Linked DNA regions of Mus musculus: regions 1, 3, 4, 5, 6 and 7 are each linked to region 2. A link is a contact called in public Hi-C, HiCAR-type and HiChIP or PLAC-seq data. All regions are on one chromosome and are shown on one strand. The core of a region is the stretch at or near the end of the contact, and the rest is flanking DNA. Distances in the headings are between cores, read along the strand shown.

Region 1 (4,039 bases), core at 386-2,885, 350 kb before region 2:
GGTGGACTATGATATGGAACTGTAAGTTGAAATAAATCCTCAAATTTCTCCCTAAATTGCTTTGGGTCATAGTGTTTTATCACAGTAACAGAAACCCTAACTAAGACAAGACTCTATACAACAAATACTTGCTGAATCCTTACCTTCCGCTTCAAGATGTTGTCCCTTTCTTTCTAATTTGACATGGCTTAACTATGCCAGTGGTCAGGAGATGAGAGTTGACAAATTGGGAGGGAAAATTGTAACTGAAAAAGAACACAATATATCTTTTACATCTTTAGGAATATAAGTTGAAAATATAAAAACCAACCTGACTTCCTTTATTCCTTCTTTCATTTCTTCTTCCCTCTCTCTTTTTCTCCCCCTCCCTTCCTTCCTTCTTAGCTCACCGTAGTCCTTAAATTCTATCAGTATTCTTGACTATACAGCATAGTTAGAATGCACCTAGCACACAACCAGCTCCCCTGCAATATATCCCAAATGTTTTCTTTTAAAATTCAGTCCAGGTTTTCTGAAATTGAAATTCACATGCAACTCATTTGTAGGATTGAACATACATCTTATAGTACACACTGGCATTAAATTGAAATGTGAAGGATGAGAAGTCATTTGCGTGGGCAGGAAGCCAAATCATTCCTGGAGTTCTGCATGCAGGCAATAATTTACATCGACAGGTAGAAAACATGTTATGTGCTCTTGGTACAATGATACCGCAAAGCCTGGCCATGACTCATAACTCAGCTAGCATTTATAAATGCTCAAAAAATGTGGGAAAATGGATGAAAACTTGTTCTTGTCTGAACTCAAAGGCAACGGAGTCCTTGGGATCTGACAAGAGAATAAAGGAACAGGAGCAAAATAGAGGATGGGTAGGTAGATAGATAGATAGATAGATAGATAGATAGATAGATAGATAGATAGATAGATAGATAGATAAGGCCAGGCAGGCAGACAGACAGACAGAAAGACAGAAAGACAGACAGAGTTAGTGAGTGAGCTTTGGGTTTTATTTTCTATCATTTCTGGAATCATTCAGGACTTGAAAGAAGAGTTAGTGACATCTGTTATTGTATTCTTTGCCTCATTAATTTAAGATAATGTAATTGTTACTATTGTTAATCACTGTGATCAGCTCTAATGTTTTTTTCATCTCCTTCCTATTTTCTTTGAAATTGTTGACTGTGAACTAAAGAGCTTCAATATAAGCATTTCCCTTAAAATTAGTGACATTTGTTTTCTGTTAACAGCTGGTGGGAGCAGGCTAGACAGAGGGGAATAAAAGGACAAGCCACAGTCAGTGGCCTGCCTAATGCCAGCATAGTCAAAATTCCAAGACAATGATGACTATAGCCTTACGGTGAATAGCTCTTTTCCAGGGACAAATCGTATTAGTTTTTCATTTTCTTGAATAACAATTGATCTTTTCTTCCCTTGAACTTGTCCTATCTCCCCCCAAAGCCCTTTTATACAACATTTTTGGGGGGAGAGGAAATAAACAAACAAACAAACAAACAGTAAAGGACTTCAACCTTCAGTTCAGTTAACCAACAAACAAACAAAAGCAGCAACTGAGCATGCCTAGACTGCCTTCCCCAACCAGCTGTGCCCTGTTGGGCACACTGCAAAGATGCTGCCTTCTTTCTCAGTCACTGTGTGCACCCACCAGCTGTCCTACTGGGTCCCAGTGTGCACTACAAAGTGAAATCAGGAATGTTCTGCTTTGTTGTGATAACAAAGTTTGAGCTGCTGGTGGATCAAGCTGTTTCTCTCCAGACACTTAGCTCAAAAGATCTGGGTTTCTGGACAGTCCATCTTGTTCTTGTTTTCTTGGCAGTGCTCACAGCAGCCCTCCTGTGACTAGGGCAAAGTTTAAATCTTGAATTGGGAAGAGTCGGGGGCAAGTTCCCACAGGTGGTACTGTTCAAATAGTCGCATAAAGTGCTTCCTTTGTCGTTAAAACCAACCCTGTAATCTGTCCCAAGTGAAATGGGGCATTGTTTCAGAAACACCAAAGTAGATGGCTGTGTTAACAGGACAAAGGGAACTTTGTGTGATGAGGCAATTGTTGAACAAACTTGGTAAACAGTAACCTGTGAATAATATGAAAACCTCAAAGCTCAAACACCAGATGTTACTCAATTTTCATTGTGGCTAGGTTTTAACCATCCTTTACAAGGTGTCTGTGAATATGAAAGTCAGAGAGAAAATTATGCTCCTCATCTGAAGTGCACAAAAGGCAAAGAACTTTCTGCATGTTTCAATGTGTCCCTCCATGCTGAGACTGTTCCTGGGGACGCAGTAAGCCCTTCAGTGTTAGGTGTAGTAAGACATAGGATGGAATAAATTCTTGTGCACTGTTATCCCTTAGACAGTATTAATGGCATATCTTAGCTTTCTGAGTGTTATACACACCCCTAATTCCTTCACAAATGTTTGTTGTATATCAAGAAATAGTATCCAGCAAACTCCTAAACTTTTCCAGCCTCAGTTATTCCAGTTACTGTGAGACATGTCAAGACTTCTCTCCACAGCCTATTATTCTCTGTTTATATTAGTACTACATGGAAGTAGTTGAGTAAGATAAATGCCCATTACAACAATTGTTACGTCAACTTAATTCAAAAGGAGGCTGAAGGATTGGCTGTTTTTCCATTTAAATAAGAGTATATCTTCCCCCTTGCTCCTCCATTCTTCCTTTAATTCTGTGAATTCAATGTGGTTTTTTGGATAAGAGTTATCTTCACATTCTCAATCATCTTTTCATATGAAATATATTAGAACAGTTTGCTAGTTTCTGGTAAGATGATTTCAGAGTTAACCCTGGTACCCTTTGAACTGAGATTCTTGCTAATTTAATTTATAGCTAGGTGTCATGACACACCTAAAATCCCGGGCCTTAGGCGGTTGAGACAGGAGGCTTATGTCTGAAGCCAGGCAAAGCTACATAGAGAAAACCTACCCCAAAGTAAAGTAAACTTTTCCATACGCGGTCTCTTATCTCTTTACAGGGAGCTACATTGATTTGTTTGATCTAAACTTCAGACAGTCATAAACCACACTAATATGGGTGAAGACAAACAGCCCTTTTGTGTGCTGAGTCTTAACACAGGCTTTGCCTGTGAGTGTTTCCTGCTGTGTCTACCCCACCAAGAAACCGGTAGAAAGAGTACCATGGAGATGACCATAGAAACAGGATCGCTGACCTCTCTCAGGATCCTTCACTGCAAGGTCTCTCAAAACCTAGTGATACCTATCCAAAAGGACTACGGAGGAATTATGGGAAGACAAAAAAAGACACTTGTCCTGTCTTTCAGAAACAATCAAGGCAAGGAGATATGAGTGCGGAGCAAGAGACAGTAGCAATCATTTCAAAGAATAATAAATAACTGGTAGGGCTACTGCTAAAATAAAAATGAAGAGTTCTTTGACAAAAGTAAAAAATGTCAGAACATTGACTGCAGACCAGTGAACAAGGACCTATGATGGTGTTCAACTAGCAAATGAGCTATTTTGAAGCTTCCAAGAATCCCTTATTCACTTGTCTCCTACCATAGTAGAAGCCCAAGAACCTGGGCTCAACTGGGATTCTAGCCTAGGAAGCAAGCTCATGGTACACCCAGCCAGGCGGTCAGTGTCACTGGAGATCTAGATGGGATCTTGGTAATTCCAAGAGTGAGGGAGCCAGCTGTGTGGTCTACCATCAAAACTAGACTGATAGAACCACAGTAATGAATTCCCAGAGAGATATTCTTTAGATGGAGAGGAATTTGACTGCTGGTTGGGGGAAAAAAGCCACTGTGCTTTGTGTTAATAAAACTCCACTTTGAATGGAATGCAGAGGCTAAAACATGGCTCAGGAAAGCAAATGACAAGTCAACATTTTGGCTGGAACATATATCTTTCTATGGCTTTTTCAGGCCCTGTCCACTTAAATGACAACAAGATACAACATTACTCAGAGGGAACAGTCTAGCATGAATATAGACTTCTACAGTTACTAATATTGTACAGTGGGTATATAGGAGTGCTAAGAAGTAGG
Region 2 (3,810 bases), core at 463-2,962:
ATGTAGACCAGGCTAGCCTAGAACTCAAGAGAGCCTCCTGTCTCTGCCTCCCAGGTTCTATGCCCACACCACCCCGTCATCTTAGATATTTAAATAGGTTTTTCAAAGATCTGTTGGGGAGGCATTGCTGACTTCTGTTTTGCTACATAATGTACTTCTTTGGTTTCAGAAGGGAATGTTGCCGTGCTGTAACTTGTACCCTGCCTTAGTGTTTTAAGGTCCTCAGTGAGAAAAATGTAACAAGATGCCTGGCTTCTCTGCACATCACTTTTGTCGTCTAAACATCTAGTGTGCACTTTTAAGTTAGAGGTTATCAGTCTGGAATAAAGTCTTACCACATTAAGCCAGAATTAACAAACATACATTCCAGCCTTCTCCATTTGCAGGAAGCAAAACTATTTCCGGCCTTACTTTGCTGACAAAGAAGCCAGACTTTTTTTTTTTTTTTTTTTTTTTTTTTTTTTTTTTAATTCCTCGACGGGACTGGTAAATGGCCTTGAAGACCTTTGTTTATAATTTTTCTTTTTCTTTTTTTTTTTTTCCTCCTGAGGAACTGCCCTCCCTCCAGCAGTGAGATGCTAATTAAAGAGAGGCTGCTGACCTGAAGTGGGTTTAGAAGTCACTGAAGTCACCAAGAATGAGGTGGCAACAAGAGCTGGACAGGAAGGGCCCATTCCCAAAATAGAACACAGTTCTTAAAACTCTCTCATCACAGATCTGCTGGCTTCTAGTAGCTAGAAAAATGTGTCCTTTGGCATAAAACATGTAGGCTTCCAATCAAAGGAGCCAGGGGTTCATACTCTGTGAGAATTTGCCACAACTGACACTAAGTTGTAGCTACGAAATTATAATCTGTTTTAAAGGTATTGGTATTATGTAAACATTAAATGTGTGTTTTAAAATTGAGGAAGGATAATTAATTTGTATATGTTTGTACATGTGTGTGTGTGTCGAGGGAGCTCTTTCTAGTTATTCCTGTTCAAGAATATGGAGCAGCTCACAGTACAAATGGAAGGCTTTTTACTATCTCTACAATCTTTCATTGGAATAAAATTAATGTCACTGATGTAGGGGAAAGGACTACAATGTCTTTACTAATAACTGTTTAGAAAGGAAAAAAAACAGATAAGCAGGCAGGACTGACTGATTACAGTTCTCTCCTTTTAAAATGGTTTGAGATTGGCAAGTCCTGAGCTATAAGGCTGAAGAAGTGCTCGTTAGTAGACCGTGTGCCTGTTGAACACGAAGCCTGAGCCTGAGCCCAGAACTGCAACATTTAATTCATTGAAATGAATTAATCTGCAAGAATCTGATCCTCCCAAAACTCTGTTAGTATTTGTTAAGCAGGCCACTTTGTGAGAGAGACTCATTCCTGTTTATCTTAAGTAGTGGGGTGAGGCTGTACTGACGTCATATAAGGGGATCACCCCGAGTTAGGAAACAGAGCTTAGGCATGCTGCCTCCCTGCACCTCAGGACTGACCAGTGAGCACGGAGCCTGTGGATACCCGCCAAGCCGGGTAACCTCCTTTGGTTCGGGCATAGTTTTAAAGGCAAGAGTTCTAAAATGTCCCCTTGAGCGCCGACCATTCCTATCTTCCAGCTGCTCTTGGCTTTGTGAGTTTCAGAGGCTGGCTCCCTTGCTTCCTGGTATCCACAGCTTGTCTTTCTTCCGGAGTCTATGTTGAAATCCTGTGAGTCACCATGTGTCACTGCTTCTTCTAGCATCAGCTTACTCCTGCCTCCTCGACCGACCGCAGAAGGCTCCTCCTTCCTGCTCGGTGTCCGGTGCCTCGACCATACTCACTCACCGACATTGGTTGAATGAATTGACGAACAACCAGTTAAGGGATGTAAAAATATTTTTAGAGTCTCTTTTATTTAAAAAAAATGCTAATAAAGTATAAAACAACAACAAAAGCAACGGGACAGGAAATAGATGTTTTGAAATTTTTTAAGAGAGCTACTCATCCCTTTAGGTGAAAGAGAATTCCCTATGGGAGCTGAGGCGAAGGCTTATTGGGGAAAGTGATTGCCTTGCAGGCTTGAGATACTAGGCTCTCCCATTCAAAATAGTACTGCTCTGAAGCCCTTCCACTGCACGCTGACCCAGTTAAGCAGCTGGACCTCCAGGCATGTATGATCTTAACTTTACACGCCAAGTAGAGCAGTCATCTTCTCGATTTGTAGTCCAGTCAAGAGGCAAAATTAAAGTTTCTAATACGATTTGAAGAGTACTTTTACTAAGAGATTAATAATTTCTAAAGAAAACAGAAATTTCAAATTACTTTAAGGTAAACATCCTGTGTATATTTATCGTTGCCGGGAATTGAACTTAGGTCCTTACACGTACAAGGCAAATGCTCCACTACTGAGCTATATTTCCAGTTGCAAACATCATCTTCATATTTGCCTTTAAAATCCCTTTTTTCCCGGTTACTGCCCACCTTTGCCCTTTTAGTTGCTCAGGAAGTTAAAAATAAATAAATAAACACCAGGAAAGAGTCCTTCATTATTCATTCCTTTGCATTCTTTTTACTTTTTAAAATGTGCACAGCGGCTCTGAAATTCATTACGCAAAATCAGTTTTAGTTTTTGCTGCATGTCTAGTCACTTGTGGGTGAGTAGACAGGTGATATAATTACATCCAAGCGTGTGATTTTTTTTTTCTTTTTACTTAAAAGTTTTCAACCAGAAGTTGTGTTGACATTCAGTTTGAAATTCAGTTACTTGGCTCTTAGCTCATGGAGATCCAACAGTTGCCCATTAATGGCGCTTTCATTGCCCTGCACTTTGGAAGCCCTAAGCATTCCCAAATGCACTTAGGAGCATTTCCACTCATTAGAGAACCAGTGTTTCTCAGAGCTGTGGCTGAAGGCTTCCTGTGTGAAAACCAAACAAAATGGGCAATAAGAGTGCCATGTGAGTAGAGGAAAATTTTGTTCTTAATATTATAAAATTACAATTTTTTTCCTTCGCCTCTTACATCAATGTAAGAGATCACTTCTGATTCCAGAGTTACAGTAGTATAAAATATAAGTGGATATATCAAGGGGAGGCAGATGATAGATGATAGAGGTAGATAGAGAGATGATAGATAGATAGATAGATAGATAGATAGATAGATAGATAGATAGATGATAGAGAGATAGATAGATAGGATAGTAGATTAGATGGAAAGATAGATAATAGATAGTAGGTAGTAGATGATAGATAAGGTGGTAGATTAGATGGATAATAGATGATAGATAAGATGATAGATTAAATAGATGATAGATTAGATAGAGGTAGACAAATAGATGGGCAGATAGGTGATAGAAATGGATACATATATATAGATAGATGATATATAGAGATAGATGGATGGTAGATAGATAGATGATAGAGAGAGATATAGATAGATGATATATAGATGATAGAGAGATAGAGCTAGCTAGCTAGATGGATGGTAGATAGATAGATCCATAGATACATAGGTAGATACACAGATACATAGATAGATTATGATGTGGAGACACAAAAACTCAAGAGAGTTTGACCATGACCAGTGAATTTGGCTTCCAATCAAAAAGCTAACCTTAGAACCATATAGATAGACTTCTTTGAACCAGTGGAGATCATTATGATTTCTGTGGACAAGATCATATCTTTTAAAAATATGGAATAGGGACGAGAGGGGACAAAAGAGGACAACCAAAAGATGACAACTTGGAATTCCAGGAAGCAGGTGGATGACATGGATACAGAGCTCAGTAATGTTGTATGGGCAGAAAGAAGGCGCTAGGGAGAGGGTGGGACAGTGGTCTGTAAC
Region 3 (4,293 bases), core at 1,066-3,565, 370 kb before region 2:
AACCTTCATTAAAACCTGATTCACATGTAGTCTAGTTCACCAGGAGAATGGGAGAATCTATGTCTTACTATCAAAAGGACTGGTGGGGAAAAGGGAAGGTCATATGTTTAAATATGATACTAGGGAGTGGAGCTTGAGATAACCAGGGTACGGCAGGCATTCAGATGATCAGTGGCTGCTGTGTTCTGTTTCTCTTAGTAGGTTCTCTATCATGTTCTGTGGCCATGGGGCCCACAAAAATAAATCCAGGACACATTGCAGGCACTGGAGGGAGACTGCCTCTGCCTCAGAGCTATCTACAGTACAAGGAATGGCTGAGAAAGTAAGAGCACAGAGCCTATCACAGAATGATGTGATAAGTACTGTAATGTAGAGACAGGCCAGATGCCTAGAAAGAAGCAAGCGTGGAAGAGATGCCAGCATATGTTGACAAGAGAGTTCTTGAGCTGTGCCTTGAGGGCATTTGGCCAGAGAGAAAGAAGAAAGACAGAGTCCGAGGATGATGGACCAATATCCACAAAAGCCCATAGTGCTGAGAAGCAAATTCAGAGGACAGTGTGACCTGTTTAGGATGGTTTTCAGAGGGAAATTGGAAGAGAAATAATCATCAAACGTCAAAGGCATGTGGCAGTAAGAATTTTAACTCACAGGAAGCCAGAGATTTCTTGTCACTCATACAGACTCAGTTGTTGACTCATCAACTGAGACAGTCACTGAGTTATCTCTTTGAAAGAAAGGAGGAGGCCTAAGGGAGATTGAAGGAGGGGGATAGCAAAAATGTGAGAGTTAGTGGATAAGGATGTAATGCAATAAAAAATAAATACCTCTACCCTCAGATGCACTGTGTGTCAAGGCAAGCTGAAGATGTGTTCTGGGTGAGACACAGGAACACATCACAGCTGTGGTTATTTGCATAAGGTCTACACAAGATTGGGCCTGTCGGCAGCACTTGAATCTGGGAAGGGCCTCCTTTGAAGAGCTATTGGCAGTTACCAGTTGGTGGGAGAAAGCGTGCCATTTTCTTCTGTGGTATAGTTGACCGAGATCCAGTCAAAAACCTCTTACCCATACTCACGTGAGAAACCCTAGTGAAGTTCAGCTGGTCACATGCAAAAGGAAGATGAGAGGGTGAGGGGGACTTCTGGGGAAGAAGGGTTTTAAGGAAAGAGGTAAGATGTGGGAGGGAGGGGAGAGAAGGGGATGAAGGGTAACTATAACTGAAATTCCTTATGTCCATGTATGAAACTATCTAACAAAAGATAAAAGAATAAAAAGGAAGAGAGGAAAGGAGGGCTGTCTTTAGTGGTTGGAAAAACAGGTTAAACACACTCTGGCAGCTCCAAACCCAACTCTTACTTTCCAGCTCTCACCTTGTTACTACTCCTTGCTCACAGTCTTAAAGCCTTTGCTACAGTTGTTCCTAGAACAGCAACACATGCTAACTGACTCTGAAGGTTCTAGTTCAGTGGTTCTCAACATCCCCCTTTCATACCGTTCCTTCTGTTGTAGTGACCCCAACCATAGTGTTACTTTGTTCCTACTTCATAACTGTAATTTTGTTATTGTTATGAGTCATAATGTAAGTATCTGATAGGCAGGATATCTGATAGGTGACCCCCAAAGCGGTCAAGCTCTATAGGTTGAAAATTGCTGCTCTAATTTATCATTTTAATTCATACATTTTAGCCAGATATCATTCAGATAAAAATTTTACTGCAGGGAAAAAACAATTCCATGGGCATGACTTGTTCTGGAACCTTCTTTTTCCTTCAACCCCTATTTGCATCATCACCATCATAATTTTATGTTTAAAAAATAATAGTATTACAGACACACAAAAGTTGGACTACAGCGCTGTAGAGAGATATTCTGAGTGCAGAATGAACATTTTAACCACTGTGATCACCCTTAACAGTGATACTTAAAAAGACAGAATTGTTCATTTGTCAAGGTTATTTTAAGGATGAAAATTCTCATATAAATACATTTGGTATACAGGATGCAAAATTATCTTTCTGAAGCATAAAAATGAAAAAAGGTTAGTGTTACAAATAGTTCTTTGCTTTTCAGCTACACAGGGTGCTGATTGATTTACATAGTTGTTGCAATTAATACCTTTGAAAAAAATGTTTCCAAGAGACAGGGCATGTTAGTCTGCTTTTTGTTGCTATGACAAAAATGATTTGAAAATCAACCCTCAGAATGCCTGTAAAAACCAAAGTGGAAACAGGCTCCCTGTTTCAGAGATTTTACTCCATGGCTCTGTGGTCCCCATCTCTGTGGACACGAGACAAGGCTGAACCTCATGATTGAGAATGAGTAATAGAAGCTCAAGTGCCTACCTTGTGACTCATGGTGACCAGAAAGGAGAGATGGGGAGAGAGAGAGAAAATGGGGTAAACTTCTAGAGTAAGATTCCAGGAACACACTTTGTTTAAGTAAGTAACAGGCCTCAGAATCCAATGGCACCAAATTATAAGCCCATCGATGGATGAACACACTGACCAGGTCAGAGGCCTCACGATCCAGACACCACCATAAAGGCTTACGAGCTGGCAACCGAGCCTTGAGCATATGGCCTGTGAGTGATCATTTGGAACTAAACTACTATAGTGGACAAACACAAAATGTCCTTGTTTGTATCAGGTTTGATTACAAATGACCGATGCCCACAAATAGTGGTTGAAACAAAGAAAAGTTGATTTTTTTTCTTTACAAAGAATTCTAAATGTAGGTATCACCTGAGAAATGAGTATAGCCACCAAGGTCCTGTTTTGTTTTCATTTTGTTTTTAGCTGTATTGGCTTTAGCTATCATATCTGCTTCTGAGCTCTAAGATGAGAAACTGTAGGGCCAGGGAAAGGAGTCAGGGAATAAAGGGTGTACTGCTCAAGCGTTGGGATCCAAGCTCAGATCCCAAGTACCCATGTAAAGGCTGCGTAGAGTGTCTACATCCCTAGTGACTATACAGGCAGGTACCTGACACTTGCTAACCACCCACTCTATTTAATTGGTATGCTCTGGGCTCAATGACAACTGACTCAATAATAAGATGAAATGAAATGGAGGAAGATACACAATGTTGATCTCTGGCCTCTACCTACATGTGTAGGTACCACTCACAACACACACACAAATATAGTTGAAACAAAAGCAAAACCCCAAGATATATAGTTGGTATTAAAGGAATAATCAGGGTTAGGACAGGTGAATAGAGAGCTGGAGAGACCGGTGGATTAACAAAGCTAAGGCTATCGGAAAAGGCTTTATAGAAACCCACTAAGTAGTAAGCTAATTTCAGAATACAATTTTTTCAAAAATTTGAATGTCTTTCTGTCTTGTATAGGTGGACCATCCTGTTCTTTGATGACGTTGATTACTAGACAAAAATCAAAGAGCCAGAAATGGGATATCTTGCTATGAATTATTGGTCAGGGGGCCTAGAAATCTCTTGAACAACAGAGCCTACTGCCAGTACTTTTCACTATGCACTGTAGCTACACATTAAGAGCTCATTGCTGAAGACACCATTCACTTTGAATGCAGAACATAGAGAAATCACGGTGAATACGTCAATAACTTCCTCTCTCCTGGCCAACTTTCTTGGTGCCAGATATACCATGCAGCTTTCTAGAGGAGAACAGATATTAACAGGTTTACCCAGTGCTGGATTCTGCATACTATATAACTGACCTGACAGGCTTGGTGTGTCTACCAGTACAACAGCAGTATGACTGTCATGAGACAATCAGCTGCTTTCTGGTTAGATATGAAATCTACTCCACAATAAGAAATTCATTCCTCGTACTACAAACATGGTTAAAGGCCCATGGCTGGTCATAGGCCCCAGGGAAGAACCTGCTATTGTAGTTTTGTTAGATGGTCACTTGTCAAATTAGCCTTCTAAATGTCTATATGTAATGCTTTCTATAATATAATAGCTTGTCTATAATAGCTTCTTTCTGGAGTGAGCAGAAGTCAATACAGAGGCTCAACTATTCAAGGTGCTGAGATTAATCAACTGAGCATCTTCAGCTCTAAATGGAACATCTTTGTTAGTGTCCTGCCTCCTACAGGGCTCAGGGAACATCATGGAAGAGGAGGCAGAAAAGATGGGAGAGCTGGACGGTGAGGAGGGGTTCTGTGAACTGCTGTTTCTGAATATAACATGGTTACCACACTTAAGAACTAACAGCATCTATAGTTACTTATACAAGACCTATACGAGTTCAAGCCAGCCAACATTCTGGTGTAGCTGGTGGATGAGGAGGTTCCTATCCTGAAACTATCAGC
Region 4 (4,300 bases), core at 1,039-3,538, 450 kb before region 2:
TCTTTAATTGTCCCTGGGATGAAATGAGACATAATAACAGTCTAGGACATTTTAAAATAAATATATAGAGTCTTGTGAAACAAGTTTATTTAATGTATTTAATTGAACAATAATCTATGAAAGATATAATTTGCCTAATCAATATTATAAACCAACAACATAAAGAATAACAGTAGTGATAAAATTTTTTTTACTACCAGTTGACATTTGTTCTGTTTTTGGTTTAGGGTTTTTTGTTTGTTTGCTTTGCTTTTTGTTTTGTTTTTGTTTTTGAAGCAGCGTTTTATTCTTTAGCCCAGGCTGGTCTCAGACTCCTGGCAATCCTTTTATCTCAACCTCCCAAGTGCTGGGGATATGGAAAGAATCACAGGTGGTTAACATTCATTGACATGATTATTTATGGTGTTGAAACTCCATTTGAATAGGACAATGGTAGAGCACCAGTAGTTCAGCTTGATATCTTTGAGTCTCAGCCCATGCTTCCTATCTATACCTTTCCTTCAGGAAGATGATGAAAGAGAGCCAGAATCACCCCTTTTCAGGCTCGGGAAGGTTACAAGGCAAATTTAAGAAATTTAAGAAATTGCCAGACCTGCTTATGTGCAATGATCACCAACCACTGGCCAAGGTGAGTAGGCTATTTATAAAAAGCTCAGCATGGCCGTTATAGTTGTTACCTGATACATGTCGCTCCATTTTACGGGGAAGGCAATGTTCTCAAGGCCATGGGGCTGGAGGAAGCCTGACTTTCCAGCCTGAGGTCCTTCTACACCACGTGAAGAGATGATTTCTTAGAAAGGGAACTTGTAAAACCATTATATTCTAGTGATAAATATAACAAGGTTATTATGGATTGTTATTCAAAATGAGAATAGAATCTAAGGTATTTAGCATAATCTTTGTACCCAGTTGTTTACCTCTCCCCCTAAAATTTACAAAATGATAAAATTAGATCTGTCTCTGTTATTCTGTTTTGGTGTCTCTCTCTCTGCGTGCTTCTCTCTGTGTCTCTCTGTCTGTTTCTCTGTCTTTCTTTCTGTCTCTTTGTCTCTGTCTCTCTCTGTCTCTCTTATTCAGCACTGCAGAATGCATTTCTTACTTTCCTTCTGTGTTCCCAGCATCCTCTGTTCACTTGGCTCCTGCGCATGTGTTTTTCTCATCAGACCATAGCTTCCTAGGAACAGGACGGTGCTTTCTTTGTCCCCGTCTCGCTGGCTGTTGGGGAGATGAATCAACAGTTAAAGAGAAGTTCTTTGATAATTAACAGGCTGGATTTTTTGAATGCACATTTATTGATCACTTAATCAGTGTTCTAGGCACTTAGGATAAAATGTCCATGATAAGTATAGTATATGTGTTCCCAGCTGCCTTGGTTTAACGCTCCACGGCTATTAGTCACATGCTATAACATGCATGTACACTGGAGAGGTGAGTTGTGCCAAGCAACCTACGAGGCCATCAGTGTGGACCATGATATGCCTCTTACCTCAGACAACAAAAAATCACATCCTTTTATGGAAAAAGAAAAAAGAAAACAAAAAAAGAAAGAAAAAACCAGGCTGTGTCCATGCATGGAAGTTGTGTGGTGAGCATGTGTTTGGTGTTACCTCACATCTTAAATTCAGGACATCTGACCTCATACAACACAGAGGAAAGTTCATCGAAGCATAGAGGAAGAACAGGAGAATGTATTTTAAAGAGATTATAATTCTTGACCTTCCCTAGATGGAATGGCGCCATTTTAGACAGGATAACTTTTTCATATTCTGAACTTGAGACTGCCCATGAAGTTTAGCTCCCTTCTCTACACTTCCAGAACAGATGGCGGGGCACACGCCTGTCCTTAGAATGAGACTCTTAAATGCTGGCCACCTGCATGTCTACTGTTTCCTTCTCCTTTCTCAGTTGTTTGCTAACCCTCCCCTGCCAATTATCTTTTATAAATGTCTAGAACAACATCGTAGGAGGTTTCTAGTGGATCCATATACTTCTGCTTTCAAAATAACATTTTATCTCCCTGACTCAAAGGCAGAGAGGGGAAAAAAAAACCTCACACCACAACAAACCCCTACACACTCAAAAGAACCCACAAGGGAAGACAGCATTGGGAATCATATTGACATATAATTATCCTGTTTACAATCTCTCCGACGTCTTTTCTCACAGAAAAATGCAGATTTGGAAACAGAGCAAGAAAAAGATGCCAGAAAAGCGCTGGCAAGGCTCTGACCATTGCCTGCTTAGGAGGGTGCAGAAGGAGAGAAATGTGTTTGCAATTAGGACTGACCAGAGCAGGCCGGATTACATCTGCACAGAGCCAGGCTGAAGAGCTTTCCAGGCTGAGCTTGTCCTGTGGGCCTAAGTGGATAAAAAAGCAACTTAGACTACAGCCATTACAAGGAAATAAATGCCCTTCCCGCTCGCGTCTACTCTCAGGCTGCCCTTTTCTGGCTCGTTCTTTCCCCTTGAATGAAGAGGAATAAAATCACTATCATTTCAGACCTTCTTGTGCTATACAGCTCATGGGGGCTTTTATGCATTCTTCTTTCCCGGGCACGGACTAGGAAAAGGGAAATAAAATGATTGTTGTGTAGTGGTTTCAAACTGGTTGCGGATGACAGGGCGACCAGTGGATATTTTAATAAGGTCCCATCAAGACCTGGAAGGAGCCAGTGTCCTGTTGTCCCTCCCTGCAGCATCTGCATTTGCTCTGCTCACCCAGCACTCACCACAGCTCAGCCATTCTCTTTGATCTGGTTGTTCTGGGCATAACACATAGTTGTTTTCTGCAAAGAATCCAAAGCTGTTCAGGTTTTCCCCATCTCCACAATTTCCTATCACGGAGGCTGCTGCCTCTCCCGCACCCGCAGTTAAGGAACAAAAGCCTAAAACAAACTTTGAGACTCCCAAGATGCCTGGATTTTCAAGTTAGGTGAGGCTTGTATATGTCTTGTTCAGTGCAGTGAAGATAACACTGCATTCTCCCTCAGATGAAAAGACAGAGGAGTGACAGCCAGTCAGACATGCATTCTCTCCACCTGACTCCTTGATTATCCCTGGTTCACATCTTCCACATCAGTCTTGTCTTACTGCATTTTATATTTCTTGGATTAAATACATACAGTTGAAGTGTTGTTACTTTGCAGGGTATCTCTATGGGATGGACTTAGAGGATTTTTTTTGTGGTTGCAAACACACACAAATGCATACAGGACCACACATGTACAATGCATACACACCACACACCGCATACACTATTTTCCCTGCTACTATCGTTATTGCCTAGGCAATGATGAAAACATCAACTCAACCAATTTTTAAAGAGCTAACAATGCTCTCACACTCTTGTTTTAACTTAAGATGTACCAGGGCTGATACTCCACTGAGAAGAATCTGTTTTAGCTACCTATGTTAGGTTTCTACACATAAGCAAGTCTTAAAATGTATAAATATCCCAGGCAGGTAGTTAAAACTTGGTACTGATCTTCTTCTTAGGTGACTTGTCGAAAGTTATGGAAGAGTGGCCAGCAGGGCTCTTTGCATTGAAAAACTCTGTATTTGTGCTATGATGCGTTCTCTTTCCTTCTTTGACTGGAGTCCAGTCTTTCTAGAGTTAGAGTCCATGTCCAAGCCTGCATGATGGGTAAAACAAGTGAATCTGCGCCCTGGGACCTAACCCTGTGCACGTGTTTGGCATGTTCCCATAGATCCCACAGTCTTTCGAAAGTGTCATAGACAGTTGGGAAAGAGTATTGATACGGGATGTTAGCAATCCATCCCTGTCTTGTTAATATCAGAAAATGGGGATGATCTTGATGGCCCTTACGGAGCCATTCCAGAGGTCAACCTTAGATGAGACAACAATTTATCTCAGGTTTATATGCACTGTGTGTGTATGTATATATGCCGTGTATTCAAGGCTGGTAGCTTCCTGATTAGTTATGGATGGACTTTCATTTCTGGTGATCTACTCTTAAAGAGTCACTCTGGGGAAACACTATCTTCTTGGCTAACTGGCTCGAATGATGTGACTTTGTGTCCCCTGGATCGGTCCTTTGCACATGCCAGTGTTGCTCTTCTCTCTTGACTGGCCAACTTTCCCTCTCAAAATGTTTCATTTTGAGAATTACCTTTGAAAAGAGTTTCATTCCTATGTAAATTCAGTATTGTACCAGTGTAACTTTTGCTATATTTGAGACTATCTTTCCCCTTTAAAGTTGTAATTTACATATTGTGATCTTAAACCTTGTCTCCCCTGGAAACGAACTCATTTTGGATCAGTCTTTTTTCCCTCCTTGAA
Region 5 (4,273 bases), core at 927-3,426, 410 kb before region 2:
ACACCATTTTCAGAGCCTGGGTATTCACTTCTCCATTTTTTCATGCTAGCCAGGCCAGCTTCTTGAAATCTGCTACCATCTTGTATAGATTTTTTCCTGCTCATTTCTTCCCCCTTCCTGTTTGTATTTCTCTTCCCAATATCTTGCTCTGAGTAAGCTCTGTTTTCTGCAGGCCCTTGATGGATGTTTGGTTCACGAATGACTTTTCCTAGGAAAATGTGGACCAACATGTATTTACCAAGATAGAGCAGAATGACAGACAAAAAAACAAAACAAAACAAAACAAAACCCCAAAACAAAAACAAAAAAAACAAAAAAATTTACAATTGAAGTCTTTCAGCCATCAATGAGTTAACTGAAGTATCCCTGGTTGCAGCTGAAGTAGTGGGTCTTTGAAGGCCAAGGCAATAACAGTGCATCTAAAGCAGAAATGGTGGTTAAGGAGCAGAAGCAAGGGAGCCAATGGGAGCCTCCCTGCTTATGTGGCGTCTAACATGGGTGTCTAGAGCCCTGGTAGGTGTCAGAAGTTTTTCTTCTCAAATGAGCATTTGGAAACCAAGTCCCCAGACAGGTATTAAACCCAGTAGATTATCAACGGAGCCTTCTGATCTCGTGTTGTTTCAGGGGCACCAAACACAGCCTGTTCCTGGCTCTGACTGTGAATTTTTAATCTATGTTACTTTTTTCTGTTGCTGTGATAAACATCATGACCAAAGGCAACTTGGTGAGGAAAGGATTTATTGCATTTTACAGATTAGAGGTTGTCATCAAGTAAAGTCAGAGCAGGAAGACATACGGGAACCTGAAGGCAGGAACTGAAGCTCACACTGTGTAGGAGGTGGCATATTAACTAACTCTCCATGGCGTACACAGCTACCTGCTTTTACAACTCTGTACTGCTTGCTCAGGGCTGAGGGCTGGGCTTTCTGCATCAATTAGCAACTAAGAAAATGTCCCACAGATCTGCTTACAGGCCAGCCTGACAGAGGCACTTCCTTAGTGGATGGTCCCTTTTTCCAGGTGTGTCAAGTTGACAACCATGACAGTTGGTTTTTGTGTTCTATTCCTAGCTGCTGCTTGAGTGACAGCTAGCGTCACTCCTACCCCTATCAATAATCCACAAAAGTTGCATCACTAGAACTCCCTGCCAGTTTGCAGGCAGCACCACCAAGAGTTGCCTCTCCCTCAGCAATTCTTCACTGTTTATAGGGAGGCCTTGTGAGTCTTGTAATTTATGGAGCTTTCTGAGCCTGGTACCATTACCTTCCTAAGCCTTATGAATCCCCTCTTTCTCCCAAGGAAGGAATGTTTCAGTTTGGGGGAAATGGGTACACAGCAATGATTGATACACCCAGGTGAGTATCTTCAGTCCAGAGCTCACTTTTCTGAACATATTATCACTATCTCTGACTGCTGCCTACATGTTGTCATTATGTTTCAGATAGACACCCCTCTCTAGACCTATTTCACACACAGCCTGCATCAGTTAACTGATGACAGTTCTATTCAAGTGATCAGATTGATTACCTTGCGCACTGCCCCCCAACCCCACTCCTTCACTGTCCTGACCACACTGGCCTGTTTGTTGGTCCTACAACATGCTAAGTATGAACTCATTTTTGGGGCATTGGTTTTCAACCTGTGAGTCACCACACCTCTGGGGGGTTTGAATGACTCTTTAACAGGGGTCACCTAAGGCCAATGAGAAAACTTAGATTTTTATATCACATTTTATAATAGTAGAAAAATTATAGTTATAAAGTATCAGTGAAAATAATTTTAGATTGGGGGGATGTCCCCACAACATGAGAAATTGTACTGAAGAGTTGAAAGCATTAGGAAGGTTGAGAACTATTGCTTTAAGTCTTAGATCTTCCAGCTCTTCTCAGTTTTAGAACGATCTTCCTTCTTTAAGTATTCATTTGTCAATTCCTCAAACTGTTGTTCAAAAGCTCTTTTAAAATGTGACTTTTGAGCCTCATTAGACTAGCTGGCTAATTAAATTGCATCCTTGCTCACTGTATCCCGCCTTTACTTCCTCTCTCTGTTCTACCTTCCCTTATTCAAAGCATGTGTAATATACTAGTATTTTTAACTGTATTAGTCAGGGTTCTCTAGAGTCAGAGAACTCATGGAATGTTTCTATATATAAAGGGAAGTTATTGTGATGACTTTCAGTCTATAGTCCAGCTAACACAACAATGGACAGCTATAGATGGGAAGTCAAAAATCTAGTAGTTGCTCAGTCCCAGAAGGCTAGTTGTTTCAACTGGTCATCTCTATAAGCTGGAATCTTGAAGGAGTAGGTTCCAACAGATGTGTTGGCAAGGAAGTGCAAGCAGGCAAAGAGTGAGCCTTCCTTCTTTCATCAACCAGCAGAAGGTATGGCCCAGATTAAAGGTGTGTACTACCACGCCTGGATTTGGAACTCGATTTGTCCCAGGCTGGCCTTAAACTCAGATCTGTTTGCCTCAGTCTCCTAGGATTAAAGGCATGTACTACCTTGCCTGGGCTTAAGATTTTCATGACCACTGTACCTCAAGATGTGGATCAAAATCATGTGTCATCCCATGTCAAGATCTGGGACAGAAGCCTGTGTCTTCCAGCCTCATGATCTGTATCACAGGTATGCCCTCCATTTCTGAATTGCAGTTCATTCCAGATGTAGTCAAGTTGACAACCAGGAATAACCATCACAATAACTATTTACTTAATGTGCTAATTGTTTATGGTCTTGACATCAACTGGAATATAAACTCCTAAGGAACAAGGATCTTTGTTCTTTAAAATCAATGTTTCATCAGTATCTATAACAGTGCTTTCCTTAATCCACCAACTCAAAATTATGTTAAATGATACCTTAAAAATCTTAGTAGGTTTCAACTTCAACTAAAATATTTTCTAATTTGCTAATTTGGTTTGTTTGTTCTTTTAATCCGTGAGTAATTAGCAGTATGTATGTTTAATTTGCAAGTATTTGGAGTTTCCAAGACTGATTTCTATTTAAGACCTATTGTAGACAGAAAATATGCTATATTTATGTGACTTTTAATTCCTTTCATTTTTTTTGAGACTTGTTTTATATTCTGTATCATGGTTAATCTTGTTAAATATTCCATGTGCTCTTGAAATGCATGGTAAACCTATTTTATTCCCATATTTTTTAACCTATCTGTGTCTTTATACTCAAAATGAATTTCTAAATGATAGAATACAGTAAATATTGATTTTTAATTCAAGTTGACAATCTCTTCCATTAACTGGTACATTTAGGCTATTTATATTTAATATAATTATTGTTATTTTTAGATTTAGATCTATCATCTTTCCAGTTATTTTCCATTAGGTTTTTTTCTTATAATTATTGCTGAATTACATTTTTCTCTCTCTCTCTCCTTTTTTTAAAATAAAAACCTATAGGGCTGGCCATATACAGCTTTAACTTATCCAATATTACTTGATAACCTCATTATATGATTTAAACAATGTAAGAACCCTGAAGCATTGTCTATTTTCTTCTGACTCTAGACTCCATTTTCCTTCTCTGCTGTCATTTTTATCAGGCATTTTAATCTGATATAACACCATTATAGATAGTTCCTCTTTTTACTTATATTGGGGGAGGGGGCAGAGAATACTACAGAAAGGTAAAAATATGCTTCTGGCTTGTCTTTAGGTATGCTTTGATTTAATTTTTTAATGTTTAGGAAGGGCTGTGAAAATAGGAAGAGCAATATCAGGAAGGAACAATAACATCACAGAGCTTAAAATATAATCCAACCATGTACAGGAAACATTTTGTAACCTCCATCTAAATTCTTGTCAATCATTTCAAACAAAGCTACTCTATATATGCTCATGTTGTTGCTGCTCATGATTCTCGTCATTTTTAAATATAACATTTTTCCTTTAGACATAAAAGAGGTTATTCTGGCTTTTTCCCTCTTTAACTTTTTCATTTGTACAACTTTATTCTATTCAGTATTGTGTTATATACGGATACTTTGTCACAAGTATACATTTCTAATACCCTCCTGCTTTTAGCATTTTATGCATTCTTATGTCAAATGCTTCATATATATATATATATATATATATATATATATATATATATATATATATATATATAAAGATATATACCTTACATCAATGCACCAGTGCATTCTCTCAGTCTTGTTCACCTGAAAATACAGCTTTAGCTCGTATTTATTGTTGAGAGCTGTTTGCAGTGGGCACAGCATACACGGATGAGTAATATTTTTCTATCAGTGCC
Region 6 (3,942 bases), core at 910-3,409, 310 kb before region 2:
GTTCTGCAACAGGGCCAGTTACCCTCAGATACATAGCACTTTCCCATGCTGCCCAGCCCCAGCTAACATTTTATGTTAGCTTACAATATAGAGAAATAACGTATTTGTCTGAATATAGACAGTTGTCCTTCCACATATATGTTAGTTTCCTGTGGAAGGGATGGAAATACTGGCTCTTTACAGCTTTTTAAATGCCTGACACCCGTGTTGTGATATCAGCTCTCCATGATGCTCAAGAAGAATAAGTCTCCCATTGGCCATGGGTGGAAAGGGACTCCAAAATCTCTGTGTTAGCTTAAAATGCAGGAAGGAAGGCTTCTTATTTTATTTTTATTTATTTTTTTTTTTTTTGCTTCTTTCAACTGGGGAAAAGTCAAGTTCTCTTCGTTAAGACTAGATATGTTCCTGATTTAATCACTTAAGTCAATAGCAATTATAATAACAGCCTCTTTGAAGACCTATTATGACTTGCTGCAAACAATTGCAAGGTAATTCCTGCCCCAGCATCCCAGGCCTCTTTATAGACTGTACTCGCCCATTCTGATCAGTTTGTTCTATGGAACCACCTCGCCCTGCCCTGACCCAACTTCCATACAGCCCTGCCATTTGCACTTGGTGAGTCCCTTTTAAACATGGCTCCTGAGGCTCCGATCCTTTCACAAGCCTCCAGTGGCCAGTTCACAAATAAATATTGAATGTTTTTGTTAATTAACTAGCCATTGGTAAATCCCCCAAACCTATAATGAGCTCACCGTTCTCTGAATTCCTGTAATATTAGTAAAAATAGTGCTGGATAATGTGTACATTTTATATGTGAGTAAAATATCATTCAAGGCCAAAGACAATGCTGTATATTTCTTTTAAAATAGCATTGAAAAGAGACAAGAGCGAAGGAACAGACAGTGAGAAGCAGGCCGGTGGACATGATCATACAATGTGACAAAGAATTGAGGGGTTGTCTCACCTTTATATAATATATATATATATATATATATATATATATATATATATATATATACACACACACACACACACACACATACACACACACACACATACACACACACACACACACACACACACACACACACACACACTCCATTTGAATAAACCACTATTTGTTAATGCCAGTTTAAAAGTCATGTTACATTAATAAGATATACTTAGAAATCCATTAGGATTTATGTGGATCAAATAACCCCTCTTTAAACACCAATCAAGGGCAGAAGTGAGTTGCAACAGAGCATCATTACCCTGCTTTTGGTTGAATTGAAAAGCCAGTTTCAGGTTGTATTTGTCTTGAATGGCTCATCAAAGCACTGAGCCTGGGCACAGGCAAAATATTTGTAATTCTTCTTTTTTAAGCTAGGAACTATTCTCTTTCCTCATTGAAAGTTAGAGTCATGCCGGGTGTGGTGGCACACGCCTTTAATCCCAGCTCTCAGGAGGCAGAGGCAGGCGGATTTCTGAGTTCAAGGCCATCCTGGTCTACAAAGTGAGTTCCAGGACAGCCAGGGCTATACAGAGAAACCCTGTCTTGAAAAACAAACAAAAACAAACAAACAACAAAAAAAAAAAGAGTCAGAACCACTAGATTTGGGTCTGGCAACTTAAGCCTCTTCATTATTCTTCTTCCTCAATTTTTTTCATTTTACATCAGATTTTCAAGATGCTGAAATCAGTAATTTCCAAAGAAGAATAACAGCCCCCAAATCCTGAAATAAATTAACTTGTAAGACTACCTTTCCTTACAGAAAGCTTACAGATTCTCCGTACTCCCACAGTGTCCTTCCAGATTCTGTCCCTCCCTACCACCAGGCTTAATTCCCTCCAGGTCTAGGGAGAGCCTGCTTTACATTGTAGTTGCCGTCACTACACATTGGTTAAGCTGTCCAAATAAAACAAACTGAGTGCTTATCAACCGTCTTCTAGTGAAATGTCCAGCAACCCTGTTTTGCCTTTGAGACAAGATGTCAGGGGAGGTAAGTGGTTGGAAGGCAGCCCAAGGATGAGAGAGATAATAATATATGTCTATGGGCTGGGAGTCCTCCTAGGACAAAGAGAAGCATTTCCAAGTATTCAGTAACAAAGGAAGGCATGATGCACTAACAGCGTGGCAAGTGTGTCCCCATAGAGCCAAACTGAATGAGGCAGGACTGTTTTCTCTGGATGATTCACCAGTGGTCCATACTAAAGGGAAAGTTTTAATGACCATGATTCATGCTCACCCTTTAAGACAAAAATCCCACCCTCTCATCATTGAGCCTCTAATAATGCTAGTAAGTATGTGTTGAGTAATGCAATCGGCTGCTGCTCTTCTGGGACTTCCTGAGGTGTCCTGGTACTGACTTCTGTTACTCTTGAGGTATCTCTTCTAGAACTCTGAAATAACACGTGCATGTGTGGGAATGTTGGGATGTGATTACAAAACGAGAGGTGAAGAATTCTCCGGCATCAATGCAGATGATTTATTTCGTCAGAAAGCAATTAACCTGGCATCATGTGCTGAAAAGATGACCCTTTCTTGCTTTGCAGTGTAATCCTTGTCAAAGATCATGTGACTGAATCTATCTGATTTTATCTAGATGTTTCATCCTGGTCCTCAGAGTGATATTCTCATTTCAATTCTGTACTGTCTTAGTCTGGGTCACTTTACAATACATCATGTTGTCTGTGAGTGGAAACATTCAGCCTGCCTCTTAGTTTTTTAAGACTTTATTATTTTTAGCACTATATATTTTACACACACCCCTCTTTTATAATTTTTTCAACATGATTCAACATTACTCATGAGTCAAAAGCATTTTACATATTTTTGGATATATGTGTCTATAAATAAATATATAACAATGCAAGTCAGGCTGGGATAACTGAGTTTTTGTCATTCTTTTGGAACAAGGTGATTATCTGCTGGACTTCTTGCTGTGATGACATTCAGATCAATTTGGGAGAAAATGGGGAGAAGACACCAATTTAAAGAAGTTTCTACATTTTTGCTCAGTAAAGATTTCAGTCAATACTATCTTTTCTGAGAAAATGGACCATCCTGCATATATGATTTGTTTTGTTGTACATAAAATGAGAGGGAATACTCCTCAAAGTTTAACTGCTTGCCAGTACCAGATTATCCGTCCAGGAAGGATATAAAGAACACCTTTAGAAAAGGAGGAGCTATGTAAAAAATCAATCATCAGTCAATCAATCAATCAAACAAACAAATAAGAAGCAAAAAACAAAGCACAGAGTTATTTCCTGTCCACCAACAGTCACAGCTGTGTCGGCTGAGACTTTTCCTGCGACCTTGCACCACATTTTCATTTTGTCATCGATAACTTGACATAGTACGGATGTCACCTTTTAGTAACAGTTAACAAAAGGGTTTCTTCTGAATCATTTCATTTTTCAAGATATGTAGTGACAAGTTAGTTTCTGTAAAACAACTTGCCATACACTATTAGTATTTTCAAGTGTTCTAGAAGCCTGTTCCCTGTGTAGATTTAGTACTTGCTGCATGATATAATCATCAAATATGTACTGATCATGCATTCTTATCACACACACTCACACACACACACAACTTTAGTTTAGGTTCCTTTTCCTACTGAATCTGACTGTATAGCTACGTTAAAATTCATCAGTGGTAAAAAATTATTGATAGAATTGCTTATGATCTGATGTTTCAAGCAGTTATGATTGGAATACCGTTAGACTCTTTATATCTTTGACTTTGAAATAAAAATCATTTGTTAGAGTACCTCTCCTCTAGACCCAATCTTGTTTACGCAGATTTATTGAAAATATTTTAGCTTAAATTCTGAAAAAGACTACTCAATTCTTAATCTTCAACCTTTATCAACCCTGCCCCCATTCTCTACCAATCTTCTACATTTATGCTTCTTGGCTGACTCTCAACTTTACTAACAAGCTAGCAACAGAAAACCC
Region 7 (4,014 bases), core at 1,014-3,513, 480 kb before region 2:
GACTAAGTGACCTAATATTAAGAGCTTTCTTTCTCATAAATTTCTTGAATTCTGAAAAAAAAAAGATAAAAATCTTCAAGCTGTATACAGAAATGTAGGTACCTAATGACTGGAAATACCTAAATATAGTCTCAAATTATTCATAAATGCAAAATGAAAGCAGCTGTGCCCCAAATGCCACATAACGTGAGGGCCGGAGGAAATGTAGGAAGTAGACAGTTGGTGTGGGGGTGCTCTCAGTCTGATTTTTTTTGAGGCACTCAGGTGACCTGTGCCCAAGTGCACCTAGGCTGTACAAAGGCCAGCTTGGTTGCTTACGGAAATCTCTCTTTCTGTTTTTCTTTTCCAGCCCCCTGCTGGTAACCTGCTAGAGCTGTTGATGCTCATCTTCTGTAGACTCCTGCGTTGTCCATATCTAAGTCAGTTGTCTCTTCGTTGAAACTGGGGAGTGGTGAGATCATCAAGCTGTTCCCTAATGTGCAACTCTGAAGCTGCAGGTTGCAGAATCGTACTGCAGACCCACAGAAGCCGCAGAGGAGCTCGTGACTGTGAATCTTACCTTGGGGCAAGACAAGCTAACTCCAAGAAAACTACAAGAAGGGAGATCCTTCCTCCTTCTCTTTTCTAATTACTTCCCTTTATTTTCCTTTACTACCAACCAAAGGAGACATCGTCTAAACATGCTACACACATATACTCTGAGTACAGACACATACACATTTTACTGACTTGCAAAAGGCTTTAACACAATTTTCTTGTCTCTGTCATATGCTAGCTATTATTGCTGTTTTGTATTTATCATGTCCTTTGATTCCATTTGAGGGCAGAAATTACATCCCAGGCATCTTTCTATACTTCATAATGCTGTAGTAAAGACATTGATTTTTATCAAATGTGACTAAGTCAAATCTGTAAAAAGTCATAATAAAAACCCCAAGGTGTGTAGAGAAACCCAGGGAGTGCCAGCTTCGCCAACATGGCAAGTCCTCGTTCCGAGGCCGAACACTTAGCTGGGTTTCTACTTCTACCTCTACCAATAATCTCATTTGAGACATTAAGCAAGTCATGTGGTTTCAGCTTCCCTTCCTGTAAGCAGATAACAATCACTTTTTCTTTTTATTTCTTTCACAAAGCATCTGAGAGAGTAAGCATGATAATATCGCTGTTTAATATCACTTTTCACTTAGCAAAGCTAAAAATGATATCAACATTATCTACATCATCATTTTTACCCTCCCCAAACAGATGAACAGGAGTGCAGCCTGGCCTCCCCAGAGATAATTACTTTCCCGCACATTGAGACATACAAGAGAAGATAAAACAGGAAGGAAAACAAAGATTCCAGGAATTACATCTAGTTACAAGGCAGATCAGTAATCTGTCTTCTAATATAATTCTCCAGATAATGCTAGATATCAGGACAAGAAAAAAAGAATTGGCGTTGTTTAATTTTTGACGGGCTACCTAATGAACGGCTAAACCATTTTTGCAGAAGGCAGAATTACAGTGGTTTCTTCTCCGATGCAGCTACTGTATCTAGAGCTAATTGGATTTCCCATTATGATGAGGTTTGTTTTTCAGAATTGAATCTCTGAGTCTCTTCCAATTGCTCTGAGTTGATGGTGAGACAAAAGATGTGCAGGGCGTGTGGAGTGAGTCATGGGTTTGGGAGCAACTCCATGAGGTCAGAGAATCCTTAGGAAAATCGGTGCGTTCTAACTCACGGTGCAAAGAGGAGCCAGGCTTGAGCAGACCATGTCTTCCCAACATGGACATTCTCAGGAGGGGAAACTGACTCTCTGTCATTATCCCTGCCACCACCCTCCTTTCAGACAGTAATGTGTTTTCATTCCATTAAGAGCTTGAATGTTATCTGTGTGGCTGGAACGAAACGGCAGTACCAGCTTCCTTTCTAGTCTGAGGGGTTGCTGTACAGATTACCTCTTTAGCATCGGTTTGTCTGCTCTGGTGTTTTGAAAAGTGAAAAGAATCAAAGTGAAGTGTGTGTGTGTGTGTGTGTGTGTGTGTGTGTGTGTGTGTGTGTGTGTGTGTATGTGTGTGTGTGTACTCATATGTAGCGAGCCCATTGGTTCCTTACACGTAAGCACTCAAAACACATCAATTTTGCTCATCGTACTGAGAGACACCATCATTTTGTAAGATCCTAAGAATCTAAAGATAAAGCGACCATCAATGTTGTAAACTTCTAGATGGGCTAACCACATGTGGGGCCTACTAGAGGCCCTTGAACCATCAGGCTGTGGTTGTAATCAGGCTCCTTCAGATGTGGAGAGAGGTTCAAAGAGGTAATCTAGCGGTCAGCTGGGAGAAGCACAAACTCGGACCAGTTTTTTTTTCTTTTAAATTGAATAATAAAGACTATATATATATTTTTTAATTAGGTATTTTCCTCGTTTACATTTTCAATGCTATCCCAAAGGTCCCCCATACCCACCCCCCCCCAATCCCCTACCCACCCACTCCCCCTTTTTGGCCCTGGCGTTCCCCCGTACTGGGGCATATAAAGTTTGCAAGTCCAATGGGCCTCTCTTTGCAGTGATGGCCAACTAGGCCATCTTTTGATACATATGCAGCTAAAGACAAGAGCTCCCGGGTACTGGTTAGTTCATATTGTTGTTCCACCTATAGGGTTGCAGTTCCCTTTAACTCCTTGGGTAATTTCTCTAGCTCCTCCATTAGGGGCCGTGTGACCCATCCAATAGCTGACTGTGATCATCCACTTCTGTGTTTGCTAGGCCCCGGCATAGTCTCACAAGAGAGAGCTATATCTGGGTCCTTTCAGCAAAATCTTGCTAGTGTATGCAATGGTGTCAGCATTTGGAAGCTGATTATGGGATGGATCCCTGCATATGGCAATCACTAGATGGTCCATCCTTTCATCACAGCTCCAAATTTTGTCTCTGTAACTCCTTCTATGGGTGTTTTGTTCCCATTTCTAAGAAAGGGTAAAGTGTTCACACTTTGGTCTTCATTCTTCTTGAATTTCATGCGTTTGGCAAGTTGTATCTTATATCTTGGGTATCCTAAGTTTCTGGGCTAATATCCACTTATCAGTGAGTACATATTGTGTGAGTTCCTTTGTGATTGGGTTACTTCACTCAGGATGATACCCTCCAGGTCCATCCATTTGCCTAGGAATTTCATAAATTCATTTTTTTAATAGCTGAGTAGTATTCCATTGTGTAAATGTACCACATTTTCTGTATCCATTCCTCTGTTGAGGGGCATCTGGGTTCTTTCCAGCTTCTGGCTATTATAAAAAAGGCTGCTATGAACATAGTGGAGCATGTGTTCTTCTTACCGGTTGGGACATCTTCTGGATATATGCCCAGGAGAGGTATTGCGGGATCCTCCTGTAGTACTATGTCCAATTTTCTGAGGAACCACCAGACTGATTTCCAGAGGGGACCAGTTTTATATTTTTACTCAGGACTTAATCTCTGAGTGTCTTCCATTCTCTGTGTCTGATAATGACGCAAAATGTCCTTGAATTTCAGGCACACCCTTAAATATCTCCTACTATTAATGCCCGCCCCCAAGTTTAACTTCTGGCTATGTTGATTTTTACATTAAACCTATATGAGTCTTTGTTCTGATATAACATTGAAGAAGGAAAACGAAAGAACAGTATGGCCTTTGAATAATTAATAAGTGGCAAATTAATAAATCTCAAATCTGAAATCAGAAGTGAGCTCCGGAGCCCCAAACTGTGGTTCAATCACAAGTCTTCTTTCTTGACCAACGTCATCCCAACCATGCAATGGCAACAAAGCATACTGAAGGAGCACTTTACAGCTTTGAAACCATGTTCATATATGTTATCTCAAATTCGCCCAAGAGAAAAACATCGAATATACCTGCTGTGAGATAACGGCAGACTTTTTTTTTTCCTCCTCAGATTGTTTCAGTGCTATCTTTGGTTACCATAATTTCATGTGACAGATGAGTATCTTGCAGGTAGAGACTAAAGTGCTATGGGATATAGAAAAAAAG

What was found. HiChIP or PLAC-seq counts read pairs in DNA pulled down with a chosen protein or histone mark. Hi-C and Micro-C count contacts between places; a contact is called where the count stands out from the background. HiCAR-type assays count read pairs that join an accessible place to other places.
Region 1: a contact with region 2 is called in a FOXA1 HiChIP or PLAC-seq map of pancreatic cancer cells. The contact joins two enhancer-like sites. A contact is called at or near these places in 3 of 484 Hi-C or Micro-C datasets (the HPC-7 cell line, beige adipocytes and nephron progenitors) and 4 of 115 datasets of contacts at active chromatin or transcription factors (the NIH/3T3 cell line, bone marrow-derived macrophages, fibro-adipogenic progenitors and 1 more).
Region 3: an H3K27ac HiChIP or PLAC-seq map of embryonic fibroblasts shows a contact between it and region 2, with 7 times the contacts expected there. The contact joins two enhancer-like sites. A contact is called at or near these places in 3 of 39 promoter capture datasets (hippocampal neurons and liver), 3 of 484 Hi-C or Micro-C datasets (cerebral cortex and nephron progenitors) and 7 of 115 datasets of contacts at active chromatin or transcription factors (the NIH/3T3 cell line, bone marrow-derived macrophages, cardiomyocytes and 4 more).
Region 4: a contact with region 2 is called in an H3K27ac HiChIP or PLAC-seq map of the NIH/3T3 cell line, with 6 times the contacts expected there. The contact joins two enhancer-like sites. A contact is called at or near these places in 1 of 484 Hi-C or Micro-C datasets (nephron progenitors) and 3 of 115 datasets of contacts at active chromatin or transcription factors (the NIH/3T3 cell line, bone marrow-derived macrophages and embryonic stem cells).
Region 5: a contact with region 2 is called in a Hi-C map of bone marrow-derived macrophages, with 3 times the contacts expected there. The contact joins two enhancer-like sites. A contact is called at or near these places in 1 of 15 datasets of contacts at CTCF or cohesin (the NIH/3T3 cell line), 4 of 484 Hi-C or Micro-C datasets (bone marrow-derived macrophages, group 2 innate lymphoid cells and nephron progenitors) and 4 of 115 datasets of contacts at active chromatin or transcription factors (the NIH/3T3 cell line, bone marrow-derived macrophages, fibro-adipogenic progenitors and 1 more).
Region 6: a contact with region 2 is called in a CTCF HiChIP or PLAC-seq map of the NIH/3T3 cell line, with 7 read pairs. The contact joins two enhancer-like sites. A contact is called at or near these places in 1 of 15 datasets of contacts at CTCF or cohesin (the NIH/3T3 cell line), 1 of 484 Hi-C or Micro-C datasets (embryonic fibroblasts) and 3 of 115 datasets of contacts at active chromatin or transcription factors (embryonic fibroblasts, fibro-adipogenic progenitors and stem cell-derived neural progenitor cells).
Region 7: a HiCAR-type map of fibro-adipogenic progenitors shows a contact between it and region 2, with 4 times the contacts expected there. The contact joins two enhancer-like sites. A contact is called at or near these places in 2 of 484 Hi-C or Micro-C datasets (the N1E-115 cell line and bone marrow-derived macrophages) and 5 of 115 datasets of contacts at active chromatin or transcription factors (the NIH/3T3 cell line, bone marrow-derived macrophages, embryonic fibroblasts and 2 more).

What each region holds. Positions count from the first base shown.
Region 1 is chr2:61,244,772-61,248,810 of GRCm38.p6, reverse strand. No RefSeq gene overlaps it. Among named protein-coding and RNA genes, the nearest start is that of Gm26422, 33 kb to the left of the region's middle. Within about 2 kb of position 1,635, at least 56 of the 459 cell types and tissues checked have an H3K27ac peak or open chromatin away from gene starts, as enhancers often do. A contact at or near this core is called in the NIH/3T3 cell line and pancreatic cancer cells, where this site is marked.
Region 2 is chr2:60,899,498-60,903,307 of GRCm38.p6, reverse strand. It overlaps a transcript of Rbms1 not described here. Among named protein-coding and RNA genes, the nearest start is that of Rbms1, 20 kb to the right of the region's middle. Within about 2 kb of position 1,712, at least 160 of the 459 cell types and tissues checked have an H3K27ac peak or open chromatin away from gene starts, as enhancers often do. A contact at or near this core is called in the N1E-115 cell line, the NIH/3T3 cell line, bone marrow-derived macrophages and 3 more, where this site is marked.
Region 3 is chr2:61,265,938-61,270,230 of GRCm38.p6, reverse strand. No RefSeq gene overlaps it. Among named protein-coding and RNA genes, the nearest start is that of Gm26422, 12 kb to the left of the region's middle. Within about 2 kb of position 2,315, at least 29 of the 459 cell types and tissues checked have an H3K27ac peak or open chromatin away from gene starts, as enhancers often do. A contact at or near this core is called in the NIH/3T3 cell line, embryonic fibroblasts and pancreatic cancer cells, where this site is marked.
Region 4 is chr2:61,352,264-61,356,563 of GRCm38.p6, reverse strand. It overlaps Gm33702 (a long non-coding RNA gene), which reads left to right. Exons shown (of 4, transcript XR_374564.2): 3 at 505-628. Among named protein-coding and RNA genes, the nearest start is that of Gm33702, 4.1 kb to the left of the region's middle. Within about 2 kb of position 2,288, at least 52 of the 459 cell types and tissues checked have an H3K27ac peak or open chromatin away from gene starts, as enhancers often do. A contact at or near this core is called in the NIH/3T3 cell line, where this site is marked.
Region 5 is chr2:61,311,789-61,316,061 of GRCm38.p6, reverse strand. No RefSeq gene overlaps it. Among named protein-coding and RNA genes, the nearest start is that of Gm26422, 34 kb to the right of the region's middle. Within about 2 kb of position 2,176, at least 3 of the 459 cell types and tissues checked have an H3K27ac peak or open chromatin away from gene starts, as enhancers often do. A contact at or near this core is called in bone marrow-derived macrophages, where this site is marked.
Region 6 is chr2:61,205,623-61,209,564 of GRCm38.p6, reverse strand. No RefSeq gene overlaps it. Among named protein-coding and RNA genes, the nearest start is that of Gm26422, 73 kb to the left of the region's middle. Within about 2 kb of position 2,159, at least 15 of the 459 cell types and tissues checked have an H3K27ac peak or open chromatin away from gene starts, as enhancers often do. A contact at or near this core is called in the NIH/3T3 cell line and embryonic fibroblasts, where this site is marked.
Region 7 is chr2:61,375,545-61,379,558 of GRCm38.p6, reverse strand. No RefSeq gene overlaps it. Among named protein-coding and RNA genes, the nearest start is that of Gm39834, 7.0 kb to the right of the region's middle. Within about 2 kb of position 2,263, at least 11 of the 459 cell types and tissues checked have an H3K27ac peak or open chromatin away from gene starts, as enhancers often do. A contact at or near this core is called in the N1E-115 cell line and fibro-adipogenic progenitors, where this site is marked.